Linked DNA regions of Mus musculus: region 2 is linked to region 1. Evidence: chromatin contacts called from public HiChIP or PLAC-seq data. All regions are on one chromosome and are shown on one strand. Each heading gives the region's core, a stretch centred on a gene start, on an enhancer-like site or on the middle of the called end of the contact. The rest is flanking DNA. Distances are from core to core; before and after follow the strand shown.

Region 1 (4,769 bases), core at 1,180-3,679:
TCACTGCCTGCTGCCATATCTTCCCCACCATGATGGACTGTATCTCTTGAGAACTGTGATCCAAAACAGACCTTCTCTCCCTTAAGTTGCTGTTATAGTGACACGGACCACCCCAGTCAGGTAAGAGAGGCCCTGGAATGAGGGTCCTTGAAGCTATGTGGGTAAGGTGACAAACAGAAACAAACACAGAGGCAGTTTGAATCTGAGTATATTTTGCAGCTCTCAAGCAGGGAATTTTATACATTAAAAAGCCAAGCATTATAACTCTTAGAAACTGTATCCAGTGAAACAATCACAGATACCAACAAAAATCATTTGGCACAGTAAAGCACAAAAATCATCCAAGCATTACAACTCTGAAACTATATAGTCAGTGAATCACAAACAGACTAGGTAACATCATTATTAATCTAAGTCATCAAATATAACAATTCTAAAAGGATATATTCAGTGGGACAGTTGTCCAAGGCCAGTGGCATATTTCCAAGAGCAGGTTAATAAATCTTTATGGTCAATGCTCTTAACCTCTGAGATAACTCTCCATCCCCATATGGTCAATTATTATTTAATATCTAATGCCTGATTTTTTATAAATCTTCAACACATAAATTCAAACTATTTTAATTCTTTCTAATAAGGCTTTATTTACCATATACCAAACCTCACCTCTGATGACACATGTGTAGCTATATGAAATTTTATTGTTGGGAAAGTTTTTATCTATCATAATAATTTTGTAAATGATTTAAAAAGTTAAGCGTTGGTTTCCCCGGAGATAAGGTCATGTTAGTGACACCATCTCAAGGGATGGTTTCTTACTCATTATTCTCACTTAAGATCTTGGCCTAGGCTACCAGAAACATGTAAAATAAGAAAAGGAATAAGAGAAACAAAATAGATAGATTGCCATGAGAACTACGGCTCAATAATTTTTCTCCAGCGAAGAGTTTCACAACTGGTTCCAGGAGGCCTCCCCCTTTTGAGGTCAATTGCCTCAGTCTGTGGAACTTGTCACACAGATCCTTCTGGAGGTGGTGTGGCATTATAAGGTAGATTATTACAGTAGCAGGAAAAGAAACAAAGATGACCCACCATTTCCCCACCACCATTCCCAGTGCTGAGATAGAATACAGCACCTGCCAGTCAAGTGCTCCACCACCGACCTGCATTCCCAGAACTCTAGCTATTGCATGACCGACAGTCTCTTGTGATCCTCTGGACATTTTCCACTGTTATTTTTTCAACATAATTCTGCCTGGGATACATGCTATTGTGGTGGTTGAAGAGAACCCATAGACTCATCTATTAAAGTACTTGATCTCCAGTTAGTGGAACTGTTTGGGAAGGATTAGGAGGTGTGGCTTTTCTTTAGAGATGTGTCACTGGGGGCAGGCTTAGAGGATTCAAAAGACTTAGGCCATTCCCAGTGTACTCTCTTTGCCGTCTGCCTATGGATCAGGATGTGAGCTCTCGCCGGTTCCTGCCGCCCTGTCTTTGCTCTGTCCTCATGGACTCTAACCTTCTGAAACCATAAGCACAATTAAATCCTTTTAAAAAATAAGTTGCCATGGTCATGTTTTGTCACAGCAATAGAAAAGTAACTAAAACAGTTATTGTCCAATTTGAGAACTGCATCAGAGTCTTTTGGGTGTGCTCAGGCTACAGAGAAGGCATAGTTCACAATTCCAAATTTACTTAATATGAATAAAGCCTGAACAAAAATACTCATGGTTGGTCATTAGTCACCAACCTTATAACCTGGAGGCAGTCTGGTGTTCCTCTCCTCCACTCTATCCCTTCTTCCCTGCTTGTCTTCCTTTCTTTTATTTTTTACATCCAACCTACCTCTTAACAAACAAAGATAAAACATGGAGAAAACAATACAGAGAGGCCTGGGAAATGACATAATCACTTTCAAAAACTGAAAAGTATATATGTTGAAATTTGAAAATGCAACAGCAGGCTTTCTGTGGAAGGCATGGCAGGATTTAGGGAAACGGGTTTTGAGGATATGGACTTCCATCCCACTCTGAGGAATTTTACCTTCAAAATGTATGTTTGATGTTGAGATGTGAGCAGTGCTCCCTGCCGTCCTTCACACTAGACTGTTGCCAAAGTGGGTGTGTAGTGATAAGCATGTCATAAGCAGATATGACTGATGCAGGAGCAATGGACATCTGGTAGGGAAAGGTAGAGGCAAGTGCTGAAAGTAATTCCTCAACATGTATTACAGAGAATTACAGAGATATTGTGTACTTAGGAATCTGTGCCCGGGGGTGGGGGTGGGGGAGAGAGAGAGAGAGAGAGAGAGAGAGAGAGAGAGAGAGAGAGAGAGAGATTAAAGGAAGATTGAAGAGGAGAGATGGGAAAGCTCCGGCTCAGCTTCTCTGCAGTGTGAATCATCACCACTGAGGTCTGAGAAGGGAGGGGCCACACTGTTTTAGAAAGCAAGGAGTCCAGTGGTTGGATCTGAAGGTGCTAGGCTCTTTGCACCCCACCACTTACATCTGTTGTATTTTGATTTTATTGCCTTTATATATACAGCTTTACTGAATCTTGATAGGATGATGTGTGTGCATTCCCCTCCCCTTCTCTGTGTGTGTATTTGTTCCCAAATGTTTTTGCCCAAGAGATAATTTAGTCACCATGGCAAAGTTCTAGGGAGGAGAACAACAATTCCTCAGTCAATACCATATAATTTTGCTATAAAAAAATGGATAATGAGGAAGGCAGTCCAGGAGATGTGTCACAGATTGGGAACTTAATGTTTGACTTTGTATGAATGCCAAAGGGCAAGCTTGGAGCATGTCATTTCCAATTCTTCATACTGTGTTCTCCTTGCCAATCCTTTCTTAGTGTATGTGTGCCGACGTGTGTCAGATGTGTGTATATGTGTCTCTGTGTGTGCGTTAGTGTGCACATATGTGTGGAGCTCAGAGTTTGATATTTGGTGTCTTCCTCAGTCATTCAATAAGTTTTCACTGATTCAGCAGGCTGGCCATCCAGTGATCTCCAGGGAGCCACCTACTTTTGTCCCCCTCCCCCCTACCCAGTGTTTGGAGTTAGAGATGTGCTATACCTGGCATTTTGTGTGGATCCCAGGGCTGTTCAACACAGATCCTCAGACTTTTATGGGATCAGCAGGTACTTTACTGATTTAGCTCATCTTCCTTCCTTGCTCCCAAAGACATACGCAAGCATATCTTTAAGCTCATTTCTGAGCACATTGTTGTGCCTTCAAAGCCACTGTTAGAAGACGAATGTGCAGTCTGTGTTCACACCCTTTATACACTCCAGGACTGTGCAGTGGCTGATGCTTTTCTTAGAGCAGAGAGAGGCTCTAAGGAGAAGAGCCATGGATCTGGAGGATTGAAGGATTGGGGGCAGTGGCCAAGGTTGTTTTCCACTCTCTCACTGATGATGACTTTACTCTGGAAACTCTCACACAGCCTGAGCCTTAAGTTTTGGACCTGAAAATGAAGGCAGGCCCTGGTGCTTGCTGATGCACAGCCCTGTCCTAAGGCCCCTTCTGAGCATTGCATTGCAGAGGTGGGGCTGAAGTTCCCCACTCACTGCAGGGGCTGGATGCTGGGAGGGATGATACATTTTCCACATGATCTGAAGTGGGAGCAAATAAGAGAAAAAGGAAGGACAGTCATATCAGCAACAGAAAGGCAAAACCACAGAGGAAGGAGGAGTCGGGATACTGCTGCCAGGAAGGTAGGCCTATGTGTGTTTCTGTGACTCACCAGAGAAGAGATGATGGACCAGGGCTGGGTGGAGAAGGCAGCTTGGATGTGTGAAAGTGGATGAGCCTATTATAAAAGGCAGAGAAGCTCTCAATTGACTCCTTGTTCTCATAGTCTCCACTCTGCTCTTAGGAGAGCTGGCGAGGAGGAGCCTGTCAGAATTTAGCATGCCTGTGCACAGCGCAAAGTGATTCATTAAGAAAACCAACAAACCAACCAAAAACCCATGCTTAGGGCGTTCAGAGTTTCAGAGAACTCAGGCAACACTGCTTTCCTTTGTTTTAGTATTTTGGTTTTTTGTTTTCTTAGAAGTAGCAGAGTTATATTCATTTCTTTATTTTATTCTTTGTGTGTACGAGTGTTTTGCTGGCATGTGTCTGTGCCCCAAGTGTGTGCCTGCTGCCTGTGGAGACCGAGGGAGGTGGATCTCCTGGGAGTGGAGTTACAGATGACTGTGAACCATCATGGGTACTGGGGCTTGAACCTAAGTCCTTGGAAGAGCAGCTAATGTTCTTAACCACTGAGCCATCTCTTCAGACCAGTTTTTTAAAGAACAAGGTCCCAGACAAAAGCATCACAAGGCTTTCTTTGATGCAGAAAGTACTCCTAGAATCTTGGGTGATGATGACACCTGAGACTGTGAGTTTTCATGTGCCAAATATCACAGAGACAATGATAGACACCCCAGGTTTAGTTTTATCAGTTTTTATTGAATCTAAGTTTGTAAGAGGCATCAATAATTCCCATGCACTTACATGATGCCTTTCTGCTATGAGAGGTGTTCCCACTTCACAGATGCCAAAAGTGAAAAATACTTTTTTTTTTTAATGAATAAAACACGTTCACTGGCTTAATTCTGTAGAAAAGTATGATTGAGACTATCTGGGTGTGAATATTGAACACAGGCTGTGAAACTCAGTAAGGAGGGTTGAGGTGGTTGTAGCAGGGGTACCAGGAAGGGAGGTTAGGAAAAGAATATTTCAGCCACCAGATCTTCGAGCACATTAGGTCAAGAATGAG
Region 2 (4,769 bases), core at 842-3,341, 240 kb after region 1:
TAGAAATCAACCACAAGCCTAAATACGTAAACTAGAAATCTGAGTGAAAAACAAGGTCATGGCTGGGAGGCACTTTTTCAAGTTCAGCCCAGGAGCTGCTGGACCCTGTGACTTCCTGTCACCATGGCTGATCCTTCAGACTCTGCTGCTGCTGCCATGCGCCATGATGAATGAACCCTAAAGCAACATTTTGCTTTGTTTTTGCATGAAGAATCTCATTGGCTCATCCTGGTCATGTGATCATGCGATATGCTTTAGTTACATGGAAAGTAGAATCTGGAAGCTGCAGCATCATTAATGATAGACAGGGTCTTGATGCCATAGCAGGTCCTGAAAGTGGAAGGGTGAAGGGCCTGGAGACTTAGGAGCAAAACTACATGTCTGTGCACACACACACACACACACACACACACACACAACACACTATAGCAGTGGTGAATTTCTGCATTAGAAACTTTAGATTTTTGTTTACTTATTTACACATAATTAAAAACTTGCTTCTATCTTTTCTAATTTGTTGTTGTTGTTGTTGTTGGAGATTGAACCCAGAAGTTTATACATATTAGGCAGGTGTTCCACTCCTGAGATGATATCATGAGGTCTGAGAATAACCCATGAGGCATGCAAAGTGATTCTGTCTGTTCCTTTTAATTTTTTTCCTTTGCACCCTTCGGCATATAGCTTTCACTTGGCAGCCACAAAAAGGCACAAAATGAAAGAAAAATCATGCAAGAATAGCTCTCATATCCCTGCATCCTATGGAATCCACTTCCTGGGATTCTTCCCCAAATACTCCTTTTCCTGACCTCCTATGTGCCTAGTTGACTTCTCAGCTCAAACGCCAATCTGTGTGAGCATCCTCAGACTCCCATGTGTTCTCAGCACACCTCTCTGACACTGTCCTCTCTCCCCTCTTCCCTCCTTACAACCTGCCTATTACTTCCCAGACAAGGTCTCATGGACCTCAGGATTGCCTCAAACGTATTAGGAAGCCAAGGATGCCTTTGAACTTCTGATCCTCCTGTTTCCACCTCCTGTTGCTAGGATTGCGCATGTGCCCCACTGTGCCCTGTTTCTGTAAAGCTGAATAAAGAAGGTAGATTTTTAAGTATTCTAGATGAGCCTTCCATCAGCTGACCTATGCCCTTGTGTTCTGGTCTTTTTCTGGTGCTGTGGTTATAACTCATGATCTTGGCCAGGCAAGCATTCTACCACTGAATCCCCAAGCCCTGCACTCAGTATTAATTGTTGATATCATTACTCTTCTCCTTGGCCAAGCTGCAAGTTTCTTGCTCAGAGACTTGCCCATTGCTGTAACCCCAGAGTTAAGTTCAGTTACTTGAGTAAATGCTCCTGTTTAGAAAGAAGGTGGGAAAGACACATAATGGGTTTTTCTTGCACTCCTTACATTTTTTTTTCAAATTTGAGACATTTATGACCTGTCTTGCTTTGTTCTCCCAACTTAGAGAAGATGATAAGAAAAAAAAGAACCAAATTTAATAGAGCCCCTGATGATTTTTATCTCTGTAATATTAAAAGTTAACCAGCTGCTCATAAACAATTAATAATAGAAAACAGTAATACAAATGTATCTTTTCATGAGAGTCACCAGATAATACCCGCTTGTTAATAATGTGGCATTCTGTACTGGCAGAAAAATGAATTGTTGACTGTGAAAATACCACTCAGTCATATCACTGTGCCTAAACAATATACAATCTCATCTTTCATGGCTCTCAGCTGCGTCCTGCTTGGAAGACATTTTAGACACGAGCCAATGTTCTACACATAACAAATGCTCAGGAAAGACACATGGAATTCCAGTCGGACGGAGCTTGCCCTACTGCAAAGGGCACATAAATGAATAAATACAAGGAAATCCCCTCCGAGGTGCACACACACACACACACACACACACACACACACACACACACACAGAGGCACGCACACAAGCCTCACAACAGCTGGGACATATTATAAGTTGGAGGACTTTTGTTAGTTCAGATGTTTCAGGTCTGCTTAGGCACTCTGGAGAAGAAGTAAATATTATGAGTAAGTTCATTTCCATGCTGGCTGTGGGGACATGCCAGCACGGTTTACTACAGTTTTATAATAAAACAGTCTCATAAAGGAACACCAGCATTAGTCACTCAGCACATGACTGCCAAGGCAAGATGGTCTCTGTTTTCTTCCCCGAATACTCCGAACATGATTTCATTCAGACTGTCTTCCAAATGGATTCTCTTTACACTAAACCCCATCAATATAATCAAGGAGTGCGTGCTCACTAAATCGATTATCAGTTTAAAGACATCATTCTTTTAAAGGAAATATGACCCATTTCTAGAGCTGCACATGGAAAAGTGAGGGTGGTCAAGACAGAATCATTTGGAGCATTGAAGGGAAGGCTGGTGGAAACTGGGAAGGAACAATGCAGAAGCTAGACCATTGCAGTGAGCAGACTTCACAAGAAGACAACGTACTCGAGATTGCTATAACATGGATTTACTAAGTTGCAAGGAGGAAGGACTCTCCTAACAAACACAAGCAGCAAAGGCTTGCTCAGTCAGCGCATTCTTCTTATTGTCAAGCTGAATGGAAAGCAAATATCCGTCCCTAAAAGCAGATGTAGTGAATATAAAGTCAGAAGAGGGGGACACAGAGAAATTGATCTTTAATGACCCGGGGCTAAGATAGATCTCACTGTGAAAGCTTGTCAAAGGATTAGAAAACACTCGGCCATGCTCTTCTCAGAACCTCCTACATTCTTCCCCAGGTTTTCATCGACTTAGGCTAATCCATCAACTCTTAGCTTAATTATCACTCTCCCAGAGCAACCTTTGCTGGTTGTCGTATCTCAGGAAGGGAGCCTTCAGAGCACCCCAGAGCACCCTGTAATTTCTCTTTATAGCTATTATCTCAACTTGCGCTTCCGTATTTAATCCTTGCTCTTCCTACTGAACCCTCAAAGAGAGCAGGCACCGTGCTTGTTTTGAGCACCACCGGACTCCTAGGACCCAGCACAGTGCCCGGCACATTTGTAAGCACACAACAAATATCTGTTGCATGACTGAGAGAATCCACGGGTAAGGGCTGAGAGCATTGGTGTTAGGTCCAGGTTTTCTTGACTGAAAGAAACTCAGTCCTTTCATCTGTGAAGTGAGGAGGTGTTAGCCCCTGTCTTCTAGCATTCTTTTCAGGATGAACTATATGAGTGGGTGAAAAACACTTGATGAAGAGACCAATAGAGCATATTAACACCATCCTACTAATGATAAATTTAAGAGAAATCAGAAGCCCAGTTGAAAAATAAATCTCAATTACCCTGGGAGATTCCTTGGCTGGGTACCATCAGTACTAACCTCTGAAGATATTTACCCATGTTTTCATGGTTTAGTAGAATTTTATAACACAATTTAATTAGATATGGGACTATATTAAAAAGTTTGTACCGAATTCTTTCCAGTTTAGAATCGACTAGGTCTACATGTCATAATGTTATGTACTCAATCATTATGTGTGGACCTAGTTTTGATGGCAACTGTCTATGGTAGACCTAAATATAGAACTCAGGTCTTTGGGTATCCAGGGCAAATTCTATATTGCTAAACTATTTCCCCAGCCCTGATGTCAACTGTATCACTTTTACTTCCACTCTCTCAGTAGGAACATATCTGCATTATACAAAGAACAGATCATCCAATTTAGAAAGAGGACTGACTGATCAGAAGGTTCAGAAGACAAACAGGCTTGCTGTCAAACCAAACAGCCTGAGTTCAATGTGTAGGACCTGTGTGGTAGAAAGAAAGAATGTTGTCCTTCAAACTCTGCACATGCACCATTACACACACACACACACATACACACACCACACAGACACACACACACACACACAAACCACACACCCCTCAGATACACACACACATACACAACACACACACACACCCCTCAGACACACACACCACAGACACGGACACAGCCACACACACACCACAGACACACACACACAACACACACACACACACCACAGACACACACACAACACACACACACACACCTCAGACACACACACACATACACAATACACACACACCCCTCAGACACACACACACACACCACAGACACACACACACAACACATACACACATACAACACACACACACACACCCCTCAGACACACACACACACACACCCCTCAGACACAGACACACATACACAACACACACACCCCTCAGACACACACACACACACACCCCTCAGACACAGACACACATACACAACACACACACCCCTCAGACACACACACACAACACACACACACACCCCTCAGACACACACACACCTCAGACACACACACACACACACACAAAACATAGGCACAGACACACACTCAAATGTAATAAAAATATGGAAAAGAAAAACAATCAACATTCCCACCTCCTTAACCACACAGGTAATCATCATAATTGTCTTACAAGTTTTAGGACATAGATTGTGAGTGAAAAGACTTGAACTTATATTTATGTTATAAATGAAACTCTCCATGGTTATTAAGGGTCTCTGGTTCATTCAGTCAACATTTACTAATGTCAAACACACACCAGGCATCAAGCATACTTCATAAAAGGTTAAATTTCACATTAAGGACAAAATAGTGCAGGTTCTTTCTTCAACAATTAATGTATCATCAATAAAACTATCAATATAGTATGGTAGAATCCGTGTGAGTAGAATTCATGTGGTAGAATACTGGAGAAAATACCTGAAAG

What was found. HiChIP or PLAC-seq counts read pairs in DNA pulled down with a chosen protein or histone mark.
Region 2: a CTCF HiChIP or PLAC-seq map of the NIH/3T3 cell line shows a contact between it and region 1, with 7 read pairs. The contact joins two enhancer-like sites. A contact is called at or near these places in 1 of 39 promoter capture datasets (trophoblast stem cells), 1 of 15 datasets of contacts at CTCF or cohesin (the NIH/3T3 cell line) and 1 of 115 datasets of contacts at active chromatin or transcription factors (embryonic stem cells).

Annotation. Positions count from the first base shown.
Region 1 is chr4:58,029,227-58,033,995 of GRCm38.p6, forward strand. No RefSeq gene overlaps it. Among named protein-coding and RNA genes, the nearest start is that of Gm35402, 3.0 kb to the right of the region's middle. Within about 2 kb of position 2,430, at least 6 of the 459 cell types and tissues checked have an H3K27ac peak or open chromatin away from gene starts, as enhancers often do. A contact at or near this core is called in the NIH/3T3 cell line, where this site is marked.
Region 2 is chr4:58,269,925-58,274,693 of GRCm38.p6, forward strand. No RefSeq gene overlaps it. Among named protein-coding and RNA genes, the nearest start is that of Musk, 14 kb to the right of the region's middle. Within about 2 kb of position 2,092, at least 47 of the 459 cell types and tissues checked have an H3K27ac peak or open chromatin away from gene starts, as enhancers often do. A contact at or near this core is called in the NIH/3T3 cell line, where this site is marked.